2 separate regions of the Ovis aries genome follow, and region 2 is linked to region 1. The links are chromatin contacts, called in public Hi-C maps. All regions are on one chromosome and are shown on one strand. Each heading gives the region's core, a stretch centred on a gene start, on an enhancer-like site or on the middle of the called end of the contact. The rest is flanking DNA. Distances are from core to core; before and after follow the strand shown. Region 1 has its middle 190 kb from the start of TRNAC-ACA. Region 2 overlaps ASAP1 (ArfGAP with SH3 domain, ankyrin repeat and PH domain 1).

Region 1 (5,313 bases), core at 1,214-3,713:
TTATGGGACAGCCACAATCTGGAACTCTGAAAGTCACTGCAAAGAGAAAAAGAGCTTAGAAGGGTCTCAAACTTGCAATTTTATGCTTCAGCCCTGAGCGCTAGCATCCGCTTGTCCTCACAGCTCACATGGGGCTCTAACCCCATCGTTTCACCCAGTGAAAAGGAGGCCAGGGAGCTTAACACTACCTTGTGCAGAGAAATATCTGGCAAACCACACGTAAGGTGAGACTTTGTTATTTCCTTATATGATGTTTTTTCAACATCACATGATTCAAAGCAAATTGGCTGCACACATAAGCTTAGTAATCAGCTAAAGTTTTAATTTGCAAACAGTTAAGTCTTCTTCCTCCTTAATTCTATATCTGCTTCCATTAGAATAAGTGTATCCTCCAAGAAGCTCCTCAGGCAATACTCCCTCTTCCCACTTCTGTCAGCCTGATCTGCCCAAACATGTCAGAATTCCCCCCAGTGGACAATGCTTAGGCTCAAGCTGCTGCTGCTAAGTCGCCTCAGTCATGTCCGACTCTGAGACCACAGAGACGGCAGCCCACCAGGCTCCCCCATCCCTGGGATTCTCCAGGCAAGAACACTGGAGTGGGTTGCCAGTTCCTTCTCCAATGCATGAAAGTGAAAAGTAAAAGTGAAGTCACTCAGTCGTGTCCGACTCTTAGCAACCCCATGGACTGCAGCCCACCAGCCTCCTCTGTCCATGGGATTTTCCAGGCAAGAGTACTGGAGTGGGGTGCCATTGCTAGGACTACCTTTGTCTTCAGCTCAGTTGCTCAGTCACGTCTGACTCTTTGCAACCCCATGAACTGTAGACCACCAGGCTCCCCTGTCCGTGGGATTTCCTAGGCAAGAATACTGGAATGGGTTGCCACTTCCTTCTCCAGGGCATCTTCCCTACCCAGGGATCAAGCTCAAGTCCCTTGCATCTCCTGCATTGGCAGGTGGTTTTTTACCACCAAGCGCCACCTGGGAAGCCACCACCCACCCCTTTATCTTAGTTCTTAGTAATTTTTATTGTTCCACTTGCTAACAGTAATAAAATACATTATTTTTTTTCTAAAGTACTATATAAATTACATCATGCCTAGAAAGGAAAAAGCCACATATATACAACATTCTGGAAGAGGCTCCATGCTTTTCCTCACCTGAACACAAGAATCATGACTGAAATTTTTAGAGCAGGTCTATCCAGTCTGTAACTTGGAGGGGACCTATAACTTAAGATGTTATTAGTAACCCAGATAATAGTTGAGTGCTCAGAGATTTATGTAAAATGGATTCAAACCCCTTCTTTAAGGTCTTTGGAAGCCCAGAGCCCTCTTTGTTATTTCTCTACCTTTCCTAGCTTTCTCCCTTGAGCCCCTCTAGTCAGTGTCTGTATCTGCATTTGCCATCCCTGTATCAACTCACGTGACTCATATTTAACCCCTTATCCAGTTTCCATGGACTTCCCTGGTGGCTCAGATGGTGAAGCATCTGCCTGCAATGCAGGAAACCCTGGTTTAATCCCTGGGTTGGGAAGATCTCCTGGAAAAGGGAATGGTAACCCACTGCAGTATTCTTGCCTGGAAAATCCCATGGATGGAGGAACCTGGTTTGATACAGTCCATGGGGTCACAAAGAGTTGGACATGACTGAGCAACTTCACTTTTCTGGTTTCCATAAAACATCTACTCCTGGGAATTCCCTGGTGGCCCAGTGGCTAAAACGCCACTCTCCCAATGCAGGGGGCCCAGGTCCAATCCCTGGTCAGGGAAGTAGAACCCAGATGCTGCAACTGAGAGTTTGCAAGCCGCAACAAAGACCCAGTGCAGCCAAATAAATGAATACTTTCTTTAAAAAGATGCCTACTCCCAGCAGACGCTTGTGACTTTAAAATTTAAATTACATTAAATATCGTTTACTTTTCAATTCATTTTATTGGAGTATAGTTGATTTACAATGGTGTGTTAGTTTCTGCTATACAGCAAAGTGAATCAATTGTACATATACATACACGCACTCTTTTTTAGATTCTATTCCCAAAAGATCATTACAGGGTCTTGAGTAGAGTTAAATATCATTAACTTTTCAATAAATTTGCTATTAAGTTCAGTAATAAATAAAGATGATTTAAACCCACTGAATATTTGTGACTCACAGGATAAGCCAGGATCGGAATAGACCGCTGTTTTAGTGTTCCTTGGCTGCCTTAAAATATCACAGACTGAATGGTTTAAACAACAGAAATGCATTTCTCACAGCTTTGTTGGTAAGACCAGGATCAGGATGTGGCCATGGTCCGTTTACGGTGAGAGCTCTCTCCCTGGTTTGCAGGCAACCACCGCTTCACTGTGTCCTCATACGGCCTTTCAGTCCACAACAGGGGGAAACGTGGGTTGATACAAACCAGCACTTTCCCTAAACCTGCTTGTTATCCCACTTCGCCACAGGGTGGCAGTATTGGAGACTGTTGGTGCTTCCTTCCGGCAGCTGAAACAACAGTGAGAAAACAACGCAATATTTAAAACACAGCCAGTACCTGATAACCAGCTTCCAGGGCTCAATCATAGTAAATATTCTCTCATAAAGCAGAGCCTGCCAGGAGTACTTGATTTGCTTTACAGCCAAGCTTTACCTGATAAAGTCATTGAGTCACTTACTAGTTCCAGAGCAGAGCTCTCGAGGAGGGAAGAAAAGATTTCTGCAGATAACAAGAAGCCATGGTAGGAATAAGGAAGAAACTGGAGGGGATACAAACATGAAAATGAAAGATCTGACATGAAAACTGTGGCCAATAACAAGGAAAAAATGAGAATCAGAAGTCTAAGCCCATTAGAGGGAGAGAATGGACCGGTGGCAGCCAGTGGGAAGGCAGGGAGGTGAGGGTTGGACTGGGCCCTTAGGATTAGCAGATGCCAACTGGTCTACATAGAATGGGTAAACAAGAAGATCCTACTGCACAGCACAGGGAAATGTATTTAATATCCTGTGATAAACCATAATGGAAAAGAACATGGAAAAATGTGTATGTAAGTATTTATTATTGTGTGTATACATATAAAACTGAATGTGTGTGTGTGTATATACGTATGTGTACATGCTGACTCAGTTGTGTCCAACTCCTTTATGACCCCATGGACTGTAGCCCGCCAGGCTCCTCTATCCATGGAATTTTCCAGGCAAGAATACTGGAGTGGATTGCCATTGCCTTCTCCAGGGAATCTTCCCAATCTAGGGATCAAGCCTGTGCCCCCTGTGTCTCCTGGATTACAGGCAGATTCTTTACTGCTGAGCCACCAGGGAAGCCCAATTCAACTATATTTCAATTTTTTTAAAAAATGGGGGAGGACTTCCCTGGCAGTTCACTGGTAAAGATTCTGGTTAAGACTCTTCTAATGCAAAGGGCACAGGCTTGATCATTGGTCAGGGAACTAAAATCCCATGTGCTGCATGTTGTGGCCAAAAAAAATTAAAAATAAAGTTAAAATTTTTTTTTTAATTTTAAGTAAGTCTAATCCCATTATGTTTGGAAATCAACCTGTAATAAAATCCAGCCTCAGAAGACCTCTTTAGTATATGGAGTCAGATATGCTGCAAATTGTATTATTTGTTCTCTGCGAATTAAGCCAACAAATATTTCCTGAGCATCTCCTATGCACCAGGCAAAGGGCTGGAAACATGGGACAAGGTAAAAAGAAGAGCAGGATTGTCTACAGCACTGAGGAAGCATCCAGGGAGGACCAGGAAGGCTTCTCCTGGGAGGTGACTTGTTAATTGAGCCCAGGGAGGTTGGCCTCGCCTGATGAGTGGAGGGCGGTGAGGCAGAGGGAGGGGGACTTGGAGAGGCGTGAGAGAGGCAGGAAAATAATCCAGATGGAAAGGGGTGTGAATAGCAACATCCTATTCAGAAGACAGGTGAGAACGTGATAGGGCAAGGGTCCAGAAAAGCAAGTAGCGCTGCGTTTGCCAGGACAGCTTGAACACTGTGGGTGGTAGAAATCACCTAAGGCTTTCAAGCGAAGGATAAGCCTCTACTGGTGATATCTAGAGAGGTCCCTCTAAACACTCCAGAGGGTGGACTGCCGGGGGCGGGGCGGGGGAGAGAGTTGGAGAGGCCAGTTAGGGGGTGTTTGTCCTGCCTCAAGGGGCCCACAGTGACCTTGACAATGAGGATGGAAAAAAAAGGTGCAGATGCAAGGATCTACAGGAAGCCAGTAGAATGCAAAAGAGAGCAGATGCCTGAGTGACTCTGTTTTCTAGCCCTGGAAGAGGAAGGAGAAGGCAGAGGAAGGGAGAAGACAAACCCGACTGTTAAGAGCAGAGACTCGCCCAAACTGGGCCACATGAGTGAATGAACGTTGTGAACTTGACCGGGATAAAGCTAGAGCTTGTACAGCGAAGGACCTCCTTGCCCAGAGAAAGGTTTATCACCTGCCCCAGCTCCTGGGGGGTCACCTCTGAGCCCTTGGAACGTCCCACCTGAAAGTCTTTATTTACCTGGGGGCCTTGGCCCTTGCCTGCTAGTCTGTGCGGATGCTGTAATTTGGGATGGGGGTCCTTGGGTCATGGGGTGCCAACTTGATCTCAGGAAGGAGACTGAGGTCAGCCACATGGCTGTCAAGCATGTGTAGGTGACCAAGGTCACTGTGGGCCACTTGACCCCAATAAGAACTCTGGGAACAAGGCTCAGGGGGGCTCCTCTGGTTCAGAATACTCTGCGAATGTTGCCACATCATAACTGGGAAGGTCAGCGCTGCTCCCAGGAGTCCGCAGGCAGAGGACAGTGAATGTCACGCCTGGGGCTTTTCTGTGCCTCTCCTCTTGGCCGCTTCTGACCACTACCCTTCCGCTGTGGGCTTCCCTGATGGCTCAGTGGTAAAGATCTGCCTGCCAACGTGGGAGACACAGGACACTCGAGTTTGATTCCTGGAGATCCCCTGGAGGAAGAAATGGCAACCCACTCAGTATTCTTGCTTGGGAAATTCCATGAACAAAGGATCCTGAGGGGCAATCGTCCGTGGAGTCGCAAAGACTTTTACACAGCTGAGCCTGAAAACCCACTCTATAACCAGTTCTGTAAGTCACACTGGTTGCCTGTGCTTCCAACGTCCCACCCATAGAAACAAAGAGCTTTACCTGTAGCATCCCTGAAAACTCTACCAGCTCTGACCATCTCTTTACAATCTGAACATAACCGGCCATTTGGCTTCTTGGCATACAATATCTCCCTGTCCCTCCATGCCACTCAGGATTCATTGGATGTGAAGTCACTTGTACCTTTTGTACAATCAAGACCTAGAAGGGAAGATGGCCAAGTTAC
Region 2 (5,313 bases), core at 1,178-3,677, 430 kb after region 1:
AGTTTGCCAACCAGAGATCAAACAGCAGTAAAAGCACCAAGTCCCAATCCCTCAACCGCCAAGGAATTCTTGAAAAGGGTTTTTATAAAAAGATCTGTTACCTTTGATTATAGGATGGGAGAGGCTGTGCATGTTAAGCAATGGGAAGAACACAGGTTTTGGTCACAATCAGACCTGGAGTTCCAGAGCCCAGCTTTCTAGCCTAAGGCAAATCATTTAACTTTTGTCTAATGCTAGTTTCCTTATCTGTAAAAAGAGATGATGGTATCTAATTGTTTCTTGATAGTAATGAGACTTCATTGAGATCCTGGAGGCAAATTACCAAGCACAATACCTGACAGATGGAATTCACTTAACACATACAAGCTTTTATTATTGTTGTTTACATCCTCTCACTTGAGCTTCCCTTGTAGCTCAGTTGGTAAAGAATCTGCCTGCAATGCAGGAGACCCAGGTTCTGTTCCCGGGCTGGGAAGACCCCCTGGAGAAGGAAATGGCTACCCACTCTAGTATTCTTGCCTGGAGAATCCCTCCGACAGAGGAGCCTGGCGGGCTGCAGCCTGTGGGGTCGCAGAGAGTAGAATGCGACTGACTAAGCAGGAGCACAGTAGACGGGATGCCAACGGCCCGTCGGATGCCATGGCAGGGCCCTGTGCCAGCTGCCATCCTGCTCCTGTTTCTCTGCAGCTTGCGAAGTGTCGATGCTTTCTTCCCTAGTTTCTCCCTCTGGTTTCCCTCACTGCGCTTGTGCTTACTCGCTCAGTCATGTCCAACTCTTTGCGACCTCATGGACAGTAGCCCACCAGGCTCCTCTGTCCGTGGGATTCTCCAGGCAAAAATACTGGAGTGGGTAGCCTTTCCCTTCTCCAGGGGATCTTCTCAACCCAGGGATGGAACCCAGGTCTCCTGCACTGCAGGCGATTCTTTATCATCTGAGCCACCAGGGAAGGCCTTCCCTCATTAGTGGGTTATATATATATTATATTGGGAGACTCTTAGCTAGCAGTTCTAAAACTTTTGGGTATTAGGATCCTAATGTTAAAAATGATTGAGGCCACCCAAGAGTTTGTGTTTATGTGGAATATTCCTATCCCTGTTTACTATCTTAGAATTTAAAACTGAGGCATTTTTTTTAATGTATTAATTCCTTTTGTTGTGATATGTTTTTTAGTTGAAGTAGACAAAATTACAGAGAAAAGTACTTTAAGACCCTTTGCAGGTAATTACCAATATTTTTCTTTGATACTATGGCAAAACAAAGCCAAAGGCTATGGCACCCCACTCCCATGCCCTTGCCTGGAAAATCCCATGAACGGAGGAGCCTAGTAGGCTGCAGTCCATGGCGTCACGAAGAGTTGGACACGACTGAGCGGCTTCACTTTCACTTTTCACTTTCATGCATTGGAGAAGGAAATGGCAACCCACTCCAGTGTTCTTGCCTAGAGAATCCTGGGGACGGGGGAGCCTGGTGGGCTGCCGTCTCTGGGGTCGCACAGAGTGGGACACAACTGAAGCGACATAGCAGCAGCAGCAAAACAAGATTATGATTCCTTAAAAAGGTTAGTAGCAATATGAATTTGAAACCATGTAACTTTAAGGGTCTGGGAACTGTCGAGTCCATGGTGGCAGAGTTTTTCCAAAATTTTAACCTTTCTCTGGAAGTTCCAGTTCTGTCATTAGCAACAAATGCTGCCACCTGTTTACCTTGTAGTGGTGAGTGATTCATTTTAAAAAATGTTTGCCAAATACCCAGGTTTCAATAGCACAGTTCATCGGTCACTCTTTTATGGGAAAAAAAGCGGTATTCTACTGGAAAACTGACAAAACCAGCCAGTTCAACTAGCAGCTTGAAAACCTGCATTCCTCAAGATCGCCGTTGCCCTTTGGTGCACCTTGGCAGTTCTTCACATCCTATGTGTCCTGTTTCATCAAACAGAATATTAAAAAGATATATCATGGCATGTTGGGGTGTAGTAAAAAATCAAGCATTTCTGCTGTTTCATCGTGGACTTTCTTAAAGGAAAATGGCCTTTTTGCAACTTTTTGTGAATCTATCATTTTTCTTCAATTTAATAAAGTTAACAAAAATGTAAATGAACAGATGTTAGTCAGGGAGAGAAAGTTGGGGAAAGTCTTTAATAATACAGCTATTCTTGGAGAGAATCTTCGATAATATAGCTCTCATTGTATAGCTTTAATTTCAGAATTTAAAAAATGCACAGACCAAAAACCAAACTCTAGTCTCCCTATTGTTCCTATAGACCAATTCCTACTTCCTTCTGACTCTTATAAATTGTCTAAACCAGCTCCTGTGCCTTCCGAGTTTTTCTTCTAGTTAAAGGCCTCTAGGAGGTCACTGCTCTCACAAGGTGAAGGGATTAACTGTGTCCTCCTGGAAGTGAATCCCTTCATCATGTTTGCTGTGTCTCGGGAGTGCTGCCTCCTAGTGGTGAGAGGCCAGAGAACCACGGACATAATCTCTTTTGTTGACGTTTTTAATACCTTTGCAGTGAGGTTTTAAGTGCCTGAGCTTTCCTTCGAAGTATCTTTTGGAGGTTTGGTTCATAGCCTGCTTTGTTGATAGTAGCAGTTTTTAAAAATTATTGGAAATATTCAGAGTTCAGTCTCTCTGAACTCATCCTTCCGATGCCTTCCGGAAAGGACACAGGCATACTTAACGGTTGATTCATGTTGATGTATGGCAGAAGCCAACACAGCATTGTAAAGCAAGCATCCTCCAATTAAAAACAAATAACTTTTTTAAAAGAAGAAAGTGTAGAGGAAGTGACAAAAAAAGGAAAAAACCAAAACTTTCCTAATCTAAGTCAGCTCCGGATACAGCAGATTATTTTGCTGTTACCGGAACTTTGGCTGTTCTTTGCTTCCGTGTCTTTATCCATTCGATCCCTTCTACTTCAGATGCCCTTCAGCTAATGTATTAATAACTAACGCTTCCTTGTAAGCAAAAGAAGAAGGAGAAGAGCTGGGTGCTCTTGCGTTTTCAGTTGTCCCTAGGTTTTCTTTCAGAGAAGGCAATGGCACCCTACTCCAGTACTCCTGCTTGGAAAATCCCATGGATGGTGGGCTGCAGTCCATGGGGTCGCTAAGAGCTGGACACCACTGAGCGACTTCACTTTCACTTTTCACTTGCGTGAACTGGAGAAGGAAATGGCAACCCACTCCAGTGTTCTTGCCTGGAGAATCCCGGGGACGGGGGAGCCTGGTGGGCTGCCATCTATGGGGTCACACAGAGTCGGACACGACTGAAGTGACTTAGCAGCAGCAGCAGGTTTTCTTTATTTTTCATTTGATTAAATATACAGTGCCAGAATTGGGTTCACTCTTTTTGTGTGCCTTTTTCTTTTTTTCTGTAAAGTCATCACTTGCTAAACTATGCTGGACGTGCTTATACCCAGCGTCAGGCCATCATCCTGTGATCCTGACAAAGAAGCAAAGGAGTCAACAGAGCCCTGCATCCATTTAATTACCAAACCACAAAAATGGGACAGGAAAGGAGTAATTGGTGGATTGAAATAGATTCTCAGTGGGCAGAGGCAAACCATTTAAACCGTATGCCAAGAACCCCGATGTAGCAGCAGTTATAGAAATAAATGGAGAAGCTCTTTTGAAATTGTCGGAGGTGCCCAGGAGGATTCCAGTCCAGCCAGGACTGAGTGTGCCTCCTGGACATTCTGGAGCTTGCATAAGAGCCCAGGCCTCTTTTATCAGTTAGAGGGCAGTTATTGCTTCAGAACTACTGAAGCAAAGCAGAGGTTTCTCCAGCTGCGTAGCATTTCCTGTTTGCAATCTCTGACTGCAGGGCATTGTGGTTTGGGTTAAGGATTTTTTTAATTTTCCTTCTTTTCTTCCTCTTCAAACGAGAATAGTTGGAAATGTGCAGGTTGCATCTAGACTCACAGCAAATGGATTATTTCTCAAGTTTTTAAAACGTGGAAAAGCACTGAAAGCCTGGGTATCCTCAATGTAATTGATAGCCTCTGGGTGCTCTGAATTATATGTTTTTAAATTTTTATTTTATTTTGTTTTTGGCCATGCCACACAGCATACGGAATCTTAGTTCCTGACCAGGGATCCAACCCATACCCTCTGCGTTGGAAGCACGGAGTCTTAACCATTGGACTGCCAGGGAAGTCCCAGGATAATACATTTTTCAAACGTCATCATTTGGGGAATTGCCTTGTGGTTCAGTGGTTTGAACTACCCCCTCCCACTGCAAGTGCCACGGGTTTGATCCCTGGTTGGGGAACTGATATCCCACATGTGGCATGGCAAAAAAAAAAAAAAAATTTGCAAAAATCATTTTGCAAAATGGTAATCCATAATTGAAAGATTTAAGCTTTTGATCTGCCAGGCTTCCCCTCACGTCCTGACATGCCTCGCCACTGACTAGTATTGTGGGACATTTCATGACCTGAGAGCTGTCCATTTGGGGGAAGGTGGGTGAAAGCAGGGAGGTTTTCTTTTTGCTTTCTATTATAAAAGTTGTATGTGCTTACTATAAAAATGAGGGAAATACAGGAAATTCCAAATAAGCAGATAAAGATCATTACATAATTCTTAACTTCTGGGAATACTAATATTATAGTCTGTCCTTTGAAAGTGTTTCACAGATTTATACACAGAGATACTGATAATTTATACACACATTTGTGTGTGTGTGAGAGAGAGAGAGAGAGATGCAGCTCCATGGGCTCTTTTCCAGAACTCTTGGGGCTAGATGTTTTTCCAGATTCAGACTTGTACAGATTCCAGAAGAGCTGGCAGGGTGCACTTGCTATATGCAGTGTTGTGTAGCGCCCCCTGGTGACTCCTCGGGTGAACAGTTACATGAAGTAGGATAAATGAGAATTCCCGCCTCAGTTCAAGTCCAGCCTAACCACCACGTGCATTCAGGTCAGGTTTCGCTGCCAAATGTTGGGTTGGCCAGAAAGTTTGTTCGGATAAGGTGTTGGGGAAAAACTCAAATGAACTTTCTGGCCAACCAAGTTTTGGTTTTTTTAAACCTTCTGTTACTCATATATTTTGCATACTTTCTTTTAAAGCTTGTTAGCTCTCCATGACCAGACAAATAAAATGGCAGAATCCACTTCCACAGGCTCCATAGTACTTCGCTGTATAACTAAACCATCATTCTGTGTATAGGATTTGAATTATACATTCAGTACAGGTGTACCTTATCTTAAATACATCCAATATATAGAGATCCTGATATCCTCTGGCCCAATGTAACATGTTTTTCTTTTTTTCAAGATTTCCATTAAAAGTGTTTTAGATAAGAATTTCAAAGAATGC

The links. A called contact is a pair of places that touch in the nucleus more often than the background predicts.
Region 2: a Hi-C map of liver shows a contact between it and region 1, with 5 times the contacts expected there. The contact joins two enhancer-like sites. A contact is called at or near these places in 13 of 16 Hi-C or Micro-C datasets (blood, hypothalamus, liver and 7 more).

The regions. Positions count from the first base shown.
Region 1 is chr9:23,143,213-23,148,525 of ARS-UI_Ramb_v3.0, forward strand. No RefSeq gene overlaps it. Among named protein-coding and RNA genes, the nearest start is that of TRNAC-ACA, 190 kb to the left of the region's middle. Within about 2 kb of position 2,464, at least 4 of the 54 cell types and tissues checked have an H3K27ac peak or open chromatin away from gene starts, as enhancers often do. A contact at or near this core is called in liver, where this site is marked.
Region 2 is chr9:23,573,819-23,579,131 of ARS-UI_Ramb_v3.0, forward strand. All of the region lies in intron 6 of ASAP1 (ArfGAP with SH3 domain, ankyrin repeat and PH domain 1), which reads left to right. Among named protein-coding and RNA genes, the nearest start is that of TRNAC-GCA, 64 kb to the left of the region's middle. Within about 2 kb of position 2,428, at least 4 of the 54 cell types and tissues checked have an H3K27ac peak or open chromatin away from gene starts, as enhancers often do. A contact at or near this core is called in liver, where this site is marked.